Regions from separate parts of the Gossypium hirsutum genome. Here all the other regions are linked to region 1. Evidence: chromatin contacts called from public Hi-C data. All regions are on one chromosome and are shown on one strand. Each heading gives the region's core, a stretch centred on a gene start, on an enhancer-like site or on the middle of the called end of the contact. The rest is flanking DNA. Distances are from core to core; before and after follow the strand shown.

Evidence for each region. A called contact is a pair of places that touch in the nucleus more often than the background predicts.
Region 2: a contact with region 1 is called in a Hi-C map of leaf, with 2.6 times the contacts expected there. The contact joins the promoter of LOC107951819 here to the promoter of LOC107951632 in region 1. A contact is called at or near these places in 4 of 34 Hi-C or Micro-C datasets (callus and leaf).
Region 3: a Hi-C map of leaf shows a contact between it and region 1, with 2.7 times the contacts expected there. The contact joins the promoter of LOC107939239 here to the promoter of LOC107951632 in region 1. A contact is called at or near these places in 3 of 34 Hi-C or Micro-C datasets (callus and leaf).

What each region holds. Positions count from the first base shown.
Region 1 is chrA02:71,966,184-71,969,971 of Gossypium_hirsutum_v2.1, reverse strand. LOC107951632 (guanylate kinase 2) reads left to right here and starts at 1,704. Exons shown (of 11, transcript XM_041087260.1): 1 at 1,704-2,004; 2 at 2,476-2,510; 3 at 2,682-2,789; 4 at 2,915-2,991; 5 at 3,074-3,203; 6 at 3,337-3,699. The coding sequence starts at 2,508.
Region 2 is chrA02:72,903,697-72,907,484 of Gossypium_hirsutum_v2.1, reverse strand. LOC107951819 (probable protein phosphatase 2C 4) reads left to right here and starts at 2,031. Exons shown (of 6, transcript XM_041087185.1): 1 at 2,031-2,188; 2 at 2,414-2,819; 3 at 3,350-3,450; 4 at 3,546-3,788. The coding sequence starts at 3,607. LOC107952373 (chlorophyll a-b binding protein 7, chloroplastic) reads left to right here. Exons shown (of 9, transcript XM_041087136.1): 8 at 405-497; 9 at 1,103-1,529. The coding sequence ends at 1,414.
Region 3 is chrA02:72,485,979-72,489,766 of Gossypium_hirsutum_v2.1, reverse strand. LOC107939239 (putative elongation factor TypA-like SVR3, chloroplastic) reads right to left here and starts at 2,108. Exons shown (of 14, transcript XM_016872540.2): 1 at 1,814-2,108; 2 at 1,613-1,722; 3 at 182-385. The coding sequence starts at 2,036.

The DNA.
Region 1 (3,788 bases), core at 455-2,954:
AATACTAACATTGTTTTCAACTAAATTTTTATTCACTACACTTAATTTATACATATTTCAAATTAATCCTTTGGAAAATAAATAAAGCTCATATGAGTACTTACCTTTCTTTTGCTAGATTTCACTTTCTCTTCTCATTCTTTCACACTTTTGTCACGTCTTTTCCTTTGTCTATAATATTTCCATCACTTTCTTTTCTTTCTCACTTGTCTTTTTAATCTTTTCACTTTCTTCTCAACTTTATCCACTTCCAACTCCAATTTCTTACTTCCAATATGACAATCAAACTCTCTAGGATCTCTAATTCACTTTTTCTTTTTGGTGGCTATGGAAATTCTAACTAATTTTGGGTGAAAACAATAAACCTTACAAAAAAAGGACTAAATTGTAGAAAAAAAAGTTTTTTTCTTCTCCATTTCTCATACAAGTTGGAAGCAAATGGAAAGTATGAAAAACTTTCTTCATCTTTCTTCCTTTTAAATTCACTTTAAATTATAAAATATTAATAAAATATTATTAACATAATAATTAAATACTATAAAACCGCACCAACATCATCATTTTGATCTAAGGGCCCATATTTCCTACTTCATAATTAATTAAGCAAATCCAATGGCTAAAATTTCATCTACACTTTTAAGGGAATTTTAGTAATTTTTCCAAAATGATCTTTCTTACAAAATGACTATTTTGCCCCAAGTAAAATTTTATATTTTCATTTGGCTCATTTTCGCCTTTAGGGTATTTTCACTTTTGGTCCATCTTTTTCTATTTATATTTTAACCCTACAAATTTTAAATATTTATACTTTAGCCCCAACATTTTTCACTCTTTGTGATTTAGTCCTTTTTTTAAATTAATATATCACGTCATCTTTCTTGATTTAACTTCTTTTGACACGCATCAACCTTCTCTTTTATTGATTATATACCTCATCTCACTATACAAAGAAATTCATTATGCAGGATCTCAAATTAGTGTCACTTTTATAACATAGTGATTTTAATGTCATTACACCATTAATGAATCATTGTAGGATAGAAATGGTCGAGGAACTATTTGAGGACTTGGATTTTGGTCATGCTTGACCTTTTTGCTACTACGCTTTAGTTCGTCTTCCTCTTCACTCAAGAGAATTGAAGTTGCCATAACCTAGAGGCGAAACTAGAAATTAGTTTTAGAGGAGCCGGAATATAAATATGCATTTTTTTAGAGCTAAATGCAATTTCATCATTGTATTAACTTATATTTTTATAATTTTTAATAAATTAAATTAAAAATTTATCACTTTTTAGACCAAAATTGAATTTGATCATATACTCTTTTTAAGAATTTTATAAAAAATAAATATGCAAATGTAATATTTTTCCAATTAAGGGAGCCTTGGCCGCTCCGAACCCCCTTTGATGCTGCCCCTGCCATTTATTTGGTAAAATGGTTATCTTAACCTATGACCGCTTTACGACTAAGCCAAAGCCTTCTAATTCTTTTGTTCTTTTCCCTTTTTTTATATAATAAATAAATAAATTTCCCCTAGAAAAGAGCCATTAAAAGAACAGAACGAATTAAATAATAATAAGAAAAAAAGAAAGAAAGAAAACTTACTATTCCTAGTATTAAACAAATTGTTTTTTTATTTTTGGAAAAAAAAAAAGTGAAGCTTCCCAACAGCCTCGTATGAAAATGAGAGCCGGGCCAACGGGGTCTTCTTGTTTTCGTTAATTGAATGCAACCGAAAAAGAGAAAAGCCTACCTCTCTCTCTCTCTTTCTCTTCACCAAAATAAAAAGAGTGATTGGATTTCAGGTTTCCTTGCAATTCTTCTCCTTTCCGAATCCCATGTTTTGATCTGATTTAACTCCCAATACTCGGCCAAACGAATATCGCAAAGCTGAAACATACCCATTTTTCTTCCTATTCTTTTTTCTAATAATACTATCCCTTTTGGGAAATATCCTCCGCCTAGCCAATATAAACTTGTTTTTTTTTTCTTCTCTTATCAAAGGTATGAATTTGGTGTTTAACCAATCTGTTTCGTTCTTTTCGAGCCTTTTTTCGCCTATATTTATTTTTTAGCCATGTTATTGCATCTGGTGTTCTTTTTTTTTTTTTGAAGTTTATTCTCTCTATCTCTCGTTTTTGAGACCTGGGTTGTTTGAAATTTGACGTAAAACCCAACTGAAATTTTATTATTTTAGCTTGTATCTGATTTCTGGTTGTTTTTTCCTGTCTGTTCATACTTTTATGTTTTGGATTGTAATGCTAGATTGGAATCTGGGTTTTGGTTTCAGAAATCTAATTAGTTGTTATACCTGTAAAAAATGGTTCCCTTTTACCTTCGATTATGGTTTCTTGTTTGACATGTAATTTGTATTGATTCAATGCCATCCGTGATTCCTTCTTTTATTGTTTGGTAGATCCCAAAAATATGAGTTCCTTTTATTTGATCTCTTATCTCTCCATGTGTATTGATCAGGGGGAATCTTGTTTTGGAGGCATTGGTTCCCCATGGTGAGCCTATCATCTTTTTATATATAGATATATTCGGGTGAAAATTGGTTTTCATTTTTATTTTCTCAGGAAAAGAAAGGGATACTAGCAGGCTATTGAGTTTTATGGTTTAGCAAAGGTGGAAAAAGTGGCTTAATTGTGATTTGATTTATTTTGGTTATTGGTCATCAGGGAGAAGCCCCAGCATTCTTTGTTGATAATCTACAAAATGGATTTTCAACCGGATTTGGCTTAAAATCCAAAGGCTTTGAGACCTTCACCGACGTTGGTGACAAAACAGTATGATACTTTAATGCCTAATTTGGTGTTCTTTTGTCATAAAGTGCTTCTCTTTGTTGTCTATTACGTGAGTTGTTCAATCACCTTTATCTGATTGAAGATTTGTGTGGATTTTCTATTGGCAGTTTGTAATTGGTGGGGCAAACTGTGATTCCGCATCATCTGTTGGAATTCAGATTTATGACAAATCTACTGGGAAATGGTTAGTTTGTGGCTAACACAATTTCTTCCTCTTTGGTTTCAGTTTAGAGTTACAAATTAATTGTTTATGGTAACATTTTCAGGGTGATTCCTACAGTCCTGGGAACAAAACCGAAGACATGTAAGGGCCATTCTGCCATTCTTTTAAATGAAGATCGTATAATGATTAGCATTCGGGGTTCCACCCTGGATGATTGCATTTGGTTTCTTGAGGTTGGTATTTTTGAAAACTTAAGATCCTTTGATGATATTTTCTGTTCGTTATAAATTTCTCTGCTTGTGGTTGCATAAAAACTATCTGAACATTTTGATGGTAATAATTGTTTTATTTTTTCTATATCGGTAGGTGGACACTGAATATGTTAAGGAACAAAAGAAAGATTTTGGGACTGAAGTTGTTGCCTGGAGTAAAGGTGTGACTGGCGAGGCAGAAAAGCCGGTTGTTATTAGCGGTCCATCTGGTGTTGGTAAGGGGACATTAATAAACATGCTTATGAAGGAATTCCCGTCCATGTTTGGGTTTTCTGTCAGCCATACAACTCGTGCACCAAGGGGCTTGGAGAAGAATGGAGTTCATTACCATTTTACCGAGCGAAATGTAATGGAGAATGATATAAAACATGGGAAATTCCTCGAGTTTGCTTCTGTTCATGGGAATTTATATGGAACCAGTATTGAAGCAATCGAGGCAGTAGCAGACTCTGGAAAGGTAAAACAGTCTTGCTTTTTACAATTCTATTGATACTGGATGGTGCCTAGTATTGATTTTGGATTTGAAGTTATATATGTTTATTGATG
Region 2 (3,788 bases), core at 782-3,281, 940 kb before region 1:
ACAGATAATCTGGAATGTCTAAATCTTATTTAATCTTAGGTAGTTCCCTTGGTTGCGACTTTATTGTCAAATTTTTAGTGCTAAAGGAGGTTTCTAGTTAATGCATAATCTGCTACTTTAAGAAGATATATGTTGCAAGGCTTTTCCTATATTCTAATATGTTTCATATACCGATTACCGTTTTAAAATATATGAAATTTTCATTGCTACATTTTTTTTGGTATGTGTAGAGATTCACTGCAACTTAGACTGTAGGAAATAGTCATTTTTCTTCTCAAAAAGATCACTTCAACCTATCCTAGAATCCAAACTTGAGAAATCTAAGTTGAAGTTTCAAATTTGGTTACTTTGAAAAAAACAACATATCAACATATCCGTTAAATGTGCTTGTTGATTTTTGTGAGGGAGAAACACTGGACTACCTTGGCATCCCGGGTCTACACTTAGCTGGAGGGCAAGGAGTGATTATCATTGCTATCTGCCAGGCCCTCTTGATGGTAGTATCTTTTTAGCAATCTCATTGTTCTGATCCCTTTCCTTCATAAATATCATTTATGCAATAGTTGGGAAAAGAGAGACTGTTAAGGATTGTGCAATTTTATTTTTATTTTCATTTACACTTAAGGTGTGCTTGGTTGGGTGGAAATGTCGAAAGAAAACAAATTTTGAGTGTGTTTAGTTGGAAAGAAAGGTGAGAAAAAGGAAATAGGAGAGATGATTATTTTTCATTCTAATGTATAAAAACCAATTCTTTCTAATGTATAAAAACCAATTCTTTCATATTGGAATGATGAGAGGAGAGAAAATAAGAGAGAGATGTGAATGTTAGTTTAAACTTATGCATTTTTTAAATGTTTTATTTTTTTCCATTTCATTTTTCAAGTCTACTAAGCAAATGACGGAAGGAAAATTACTTTGTTGATTCTATTTTTTCATCTTTCCTACCAAGTACATCTATGGAAAGAAAAATTATATTTTTGATCTTTTTATTTTCCTACCCTTCAATTTTTTATCTTTCTAATTTTTTTTCCGCTCTACCAAGCAAAGATTTAATGTTTCAATAATTGGAGGTTTTGTTGGTTACTATTTGATTGCAATATAGGTTGGACCAGAGTATGCAAGATATTGCGGGATAGAGGCATTGGAGCCTCTGGGGATTTACTTGCCAGGCGATATTAATTACCCGGGAGGAGTTTTATTTGACCCATTGAAGCTGTCAAAAGACCCAGTAGCTTTTGAGGAGCTGAAGGTGAAGGAGATTAAAAATGGGAGGCTAGCCATGGTTGCTTGGTTAGGCTTTTATTTCCAAGCAGCTTTGACAGGTAAAGGTCCAGTTCAGAACCTAGTTGAGCACCTCTCTGATCCATTTCATAATAACCTATTTTCCCTTCTTAATTCCATGTCAAATACATAATTCTCAATACAGAATCATAGATATAAATACTTTGTAAACCACTTTTTAGTTTTATCTTACTATATATGTATGTAAATGACTATTACTTTCTTTCTAAATTTGACATGGTTTTGTATCTAGGGATGGTAGAGATGGGATTTTTTTATTTATTGTTTTAATAAGTTACAAATGCAATTATAATAGTCTACCCAAACGTGGACAGTTATAATCAATTATTAAAATGAACTAACTGATTAATAATCAAAATATATTTGAAAATAAAAATTAACAAATAAAAAAAATTGAAAAGAATTTATTACATGATAAGATTTGAATTTCAAAATTTTAAAGTTTTTGTGTATTTTTCCTATTAAACTAAGGTATTATTGGCAATGTCAATGATTTTTAATCACAAGCATTTGAATTAATTTAAAATTATTATTCGAATAATTAAAATTAAATTTTAATTTCACCTAACTTTTTAAGTTTATTTTTTGAATGAATATAGTTGGAATGAATATAGTTGGATTTATTGGAAAACAAAGCCCAAAACAAAATAATCCAAAATACATAGAAAGGCCGAAAGATTCGACCCAGACCCAGTAAAATCATTACCTGAGGCAACATAAGTTAAATCCCATTAACCTACAAACTCTTCATTTTCCCGAAATCCCCTTTCCTCTTCATTTTCCCGAAAACCTACAACTTCAGCAAAAACAGAACTAGAACGACTCCCATTACAAGATAGCCCACTCCTTGGATGGTCTCTTTCCACCATCTCCACTGCGTAATCAGGTACTCTTCCATTTTCGTTTCTACGTTCTCCATTTCTTAAACCTTTTGCCAACAGATTTGCCACTTCATTTTTCATTTCTTTGCCATATAGAAACTTGCATATCTAGAAATCCTGACTTAACTGTAAACAGTCTTTAATGATAGCACCGATCTCCAATTTATCTTCCTCTTTCATTTGTAGTTTTTTTTTTATTACTGATAGAGCATCCCCCTTTACCTCTATAGCCATAACCCCCAAATCCATCCCCATTTGAAGCCTTTGAACACATGCAATAGCCTCTGGAACAAAAATCGAAGGAGAACCCACATTTTAATAACCCTAGACCCCTTTGAATCCCGTACAACGATCCCAAAGCAAGACCTATGTTCCTCCTTATTGTTGCGATATCAAAGTTGATTTTCACAAAGGGAATCTCTGGTGGTTTCCACCTCCCTACCTCCCTCGGTTTGACAAGTAAGTATATCTTCAGCCCGTCCAATTCACTCAAATAGTTTCTTACAAAATCTGCTGTTTCTAATGCCGTTATTTTTTTTTCTCTTATGCACCCATCTGTTTCTTGTTGGTCATATCGCCCACAATCCGAAAACAAAAATACGACACTGATTCAAGGAATTATTTTCAAACAACCAGGTAATCCAACTCAAAAAATCCTTAGAGAAATCCTTTTGTCGCCCATATACTCTTCCAAGTAAAAGAAGGTAGATTCCTCAACCTTGCTTTTAAGAAGTACGTCGTTGGATGGTATTTAGGTTTTAACGTACAAGCAAGTAAAGAATTTGGAAACGTAACTAACCTCCAACCTTGTTTTGCAAGGAACAATAAATTACATTGACGTAATGCCAAAAATAGCCCCTAATGTTTGGCTGTTTGGTCACTTTGGCCTTTTATTTTTTTTGGAGCATTTTTAACACTTAGGCTCCGTTTGGTAATTTGTAAAAGCTTTTCCGTAAAAGCTTTTCAGGTTTTTCTGGTGTTTGGTTGGGTGAAAATAATTTCCTACGGTAAAATATTTTACATAAGTTGGGAGAATGGGGTCTTTTTTTAGGAAAATGTCTTACCCTTTTGAATTTGGTAAGACATTTTCCGGAAAAACACAGCTTCTTCTCCCCTTTCCCCTTTCCCTATTTTAAATCCTCATCTCGAAGTTTCTGCCATGAAAGCTGCTTCCTTCAACACTCCCCATTTTCCGTCCATCATCAGAGGAAGATGGTCGCGAAAGGTGCTTCATTTTCCATACTTTTAGCAGCACTGGCTGGCTCGTGTAAGTTCCTTTTTTTTTCTTTTTCTGGTATGACTAAAGGTCTTTTATTTTGGAATTTTGCTCATAGAAAAGTAAATTCTGGCATTATTTAGCAGACACGGTTCAGTGATTGAGCGTTTTCAGAGAAGAGAGGGGTCGAAGGTGAGGTATAAGGACATGGCAAATAAGAGGGAAGAGAATCAAAGGAGGTGGAAGTGTGGATGGGATAGGGAAAGATTAGAACTTGATAGGAAATTGAAGGAACAGTTGAATAGAAACAAGTTTGATAAATCGAGTTCGATGATAAATCACGGTGATGTTTTGAAAGCTCTGTCTCGGGCTTTGAATAAAACAGAGTA
Region 3 (3,788 bases), core at 859-3,358, 520 kb before region 1:
CTGTTGGCAAGAGGGACCCATATAAAATAAAGATATAAAAAACTCTATGGCTTTAGACAAACAATTTTATGAATCTAAATTTCATTTTTATATTTTCTACTATTCACTAGAAAAAAATTACTTTACAGGGGCACCACTTGAAAAGATGAAATTCTAAAAAAGGGAAAGTGAGAAGCAATACCACTAGAAGAACTCCTTCAACCATATTGAGGATGCGTTCAACTTCACCTCCAAAGTCAGAATGTCCAGGAGTATCTATTATATTAATTTTTGTGCCCTTATATGTGATAGATGTATTTTTGCTAAGAATTGTAATACCCCTTTCCCGTTCAAGATCATTTGAGTCCATTACCCTCTCTTGTACGAATTGATTGTCCCGAAAAACCTACAAGAGAAATCAGTAATGAGAATTAGCATTACAATTGGCATAATGCTACAAGTTTTATTATCAACATAGGCAATTTCAAATAGAGACCAAGGGACATCTTCTGTCCTCATAGAATTTCAGATAATATAGAATCCACCTCTATCAGATAAAGGGTATGGTAACATATATATAAATCTGTATATTTTTTGGGTAATGAAAGACAAAACACAAGCTAAGCAGCAACCATTCTCATCATCTCTATATCTCTTTATCGTCTTGGAGAAGTTGCACACTTCATTAGGTGGTTCTTGCAAAACACACGTGCCGTATTGTCTCCCCAGGGCAATAGGAGTGATATTGGTTAAAAGGGATGAGTACCAAAATATCATACAAAAATTTCCCCTTCTATCCAATCCTAGAGCCTTTCTCCCTCATTAATCTCAAGACATCCATTCAGCCCAGCTCTCATGTCATTTATCAATCCTTTGAGACATAAACCTCAACAAATTCAATTAATGGCTCTAATCAACCCCTAAGGTTGAACCCTAGTAAATTGGAAGTTCACAAGAAGTAAAATAGCCTAAAGTTCGATATAAATAAATAGTAAAATAATAAAACCTAATATATACAACATTGGACTCATATATCATGAAAATTAAGCCTAAAAATTGAACCCAATATGATTTAAACTCGAATTAAAATCCAAAACTCGTAAATTCCAGCAATAATCAAGTCCAAAAATTTTGTTCGCGTTGTGTTTAGTAAAATAGTCATAACTTGAGCTCTCGGACTCAAAATCGAGTGATACAAAGTGCCTGGATTCAATCCAAATAGTCACAAATTAACTAATCTTTTGAGCTTAAAAATTGACAGCTTGTTTGAATTGTCACGAATTGAGTAATCTTTTGAGATTGAAATTGACAGCTTTATTGAATTGTCATTAATAAACTTCAACCCATTCATGTATATATCATCAAAGCTAGGCCAAACAAGGGTTTTCAACTCCAACTTTTAGCTTAAATGAAAGCGCCCAAAAAAATGAGTATTTTAGACTAAACTGAAATAAATTTAATCTAAGAGTAGTCTTCACTGCAACTCTAATGGCACGAAACAAAACTCTTATCCCGATCCAAATTCAGAAATTAGAATAATAAATAGGCACAAAGCAAACAGAAAAGAAACAATACATAAAGAAACTGAAACAATTATGAACGACTTAAGCGGATAGAAACCACATTCGTTCACCTTTGACTGTTTCAACATTGCATCCACCAAAGTAGTCTTTCCATGGTCAACATGCGCCACGATTGCTATGTTCCTTATATCGCTTCGCCTCTTTAACTGACTCCTCTTCTCTAGTAATCAACCACAAACTTTAAAATAATAATAAAAAGGAACTCAGAGAACAAAAAAAACCAACTTAAAACTAAACAAGAAATAAAATACCGATTGCAGGTTGAGCCGCCTGAGAAACAGAGCACTTGACCGGTTTAGTGAAAGTCCTAGAACCAAATTTGAGACATGTCCTTTTGGAGTTGAAGGAAGAAAGTGGAGAAGAGATGAGACCGGAAAGCTGCGTGGGAAATAGAAATTTAGGCTTAGGGTTAGAGCTAGAGTTAATGAAAGGAGATTTGAAGGAAGAGTTATGGAAGCTAATTGCCATCTCCATTTCTCCTTTCCTTTCTCAGTTCAGCGAGTGAAAGGAAAAAGAGAAATGAAAGGATTGGGCAGATAAGGCTGGTATCGAAACTAACGGAAACTTTTATTTGGGTACTCGGAGGGCCGATTTCATCCACGTCATCATCTGTGGGTCCAAATTTTGTGGGATCTATTTTTTAGCCCAGACCCTAATCTTAGCCCCAAAATATATATGTGGCCTCAGTTTTTTTTCCCTTAAATACGGGAAAAGCAGCTCTAGAGTAATGGTTAGCATTTGAAGACACCAATTCAAGTTTGCTTATACTGTAGAAGATTAAATTTTGTAATTATGTATTTAATTTGTTGAAAAATTACAGCTTTTGGAAGTAAATAAATATCAACAAAAACAATAATCAGGTCATTATTTAAAGTTTTTTAATGAAATAAATAGTTAATAGTAGAATTGAAATACAGGTAAGTTTAGATTGGATTTACTTTAGATATGGATTTTTTTTAGTTCAGACCCTTTCAAATTCAGATTTTTTCAAGTTTTGTTTTTTTCAAATTTCGGCTTGGATAGGGTTAGGCAGGTTGTGATGTTCAAATAATTTTGAATTTTATAAGTTATAATATTTTAATTTCGAATATAATAATTCATTTTACTTTTATACAATTACAACGCAATTCAAATTTGACTCGTAAAAAACATAAATTTTATATATAATAGAGTTCTTTTATATAAAATAATTAAAATGCTTATTGTCTATAAAATTTATTATTCTATTATATTATACGAATTAACAAAAATATCTTTTATTACTCATTATTGTATTATATAGACAATTGAATAATTTTTATCTTTCTTATTAAATTTATAAACCTAATACTTGTATTCTAAAATATTTAGTCCGAAATACAAATATATTATACTAAACCCAAATTCAAATAAGATACTCATCATAATCTCAAACTCAAAATAAACTAATTATAACTCGAATCTCAAGTCCAAGATAAAAAGAAATTAAAATCCCAATATCCAAATACAATTCGTAACAGCTAGGATGAGAAAAATAACTAAAAAAGTATAGGGAAATTCAAACATGAGACCTTTAGCAATTAATTAACACACTAAACCATAAAACCATTTTTTCCTTATGTTACAAATTTGCACAATTTAGTAAATAAATTCTAGGGCGTGACAACTCTACCCCCTTAAAGAAAATTTTGTCCTTGAAATTTACTTAATCCAAACAAGTGATGATATTGTTTGACGCATAGTCTCTTCGAGTTCCCAAGTGGCTTTGCTATCACCATGATTCTGCTACAAAACTTTCACTAAAGGAATCTGCGTCTTCCTCAATTTCCTGACTTCACGGTTTAAAATTTGTACAACTCTTGCTCATAAGTCAAATTGGGTCTCACCTCAACCTCATCAATTGAAATCACATGCGAAGGATCAAAACGGTATCTCCTCAACATAGACACATGAAATACATCATGTATGTGATCCAGTTCCGGAGGTAACTCTAATTGATAAGCCACTGGTCTAATCCTCTTAAGAACTTTATATAACCCAATGAACCTCAGACTCAACTTGCCTTTATGTCTAAATCTCAATATTTTCTTCCATGGTGAAACCTTTAGGAAGACTTAGTCCCAACATTGAACTCAACGTCTTTTCACCTTAAGTCGGCGTAGGACTTCTGTCAGTCAAATGCTACTCTCAAGCGATTTTGAATCAGCTTCACTACATTCTTAGCCTCTTGCACCAAATCTAGACCCA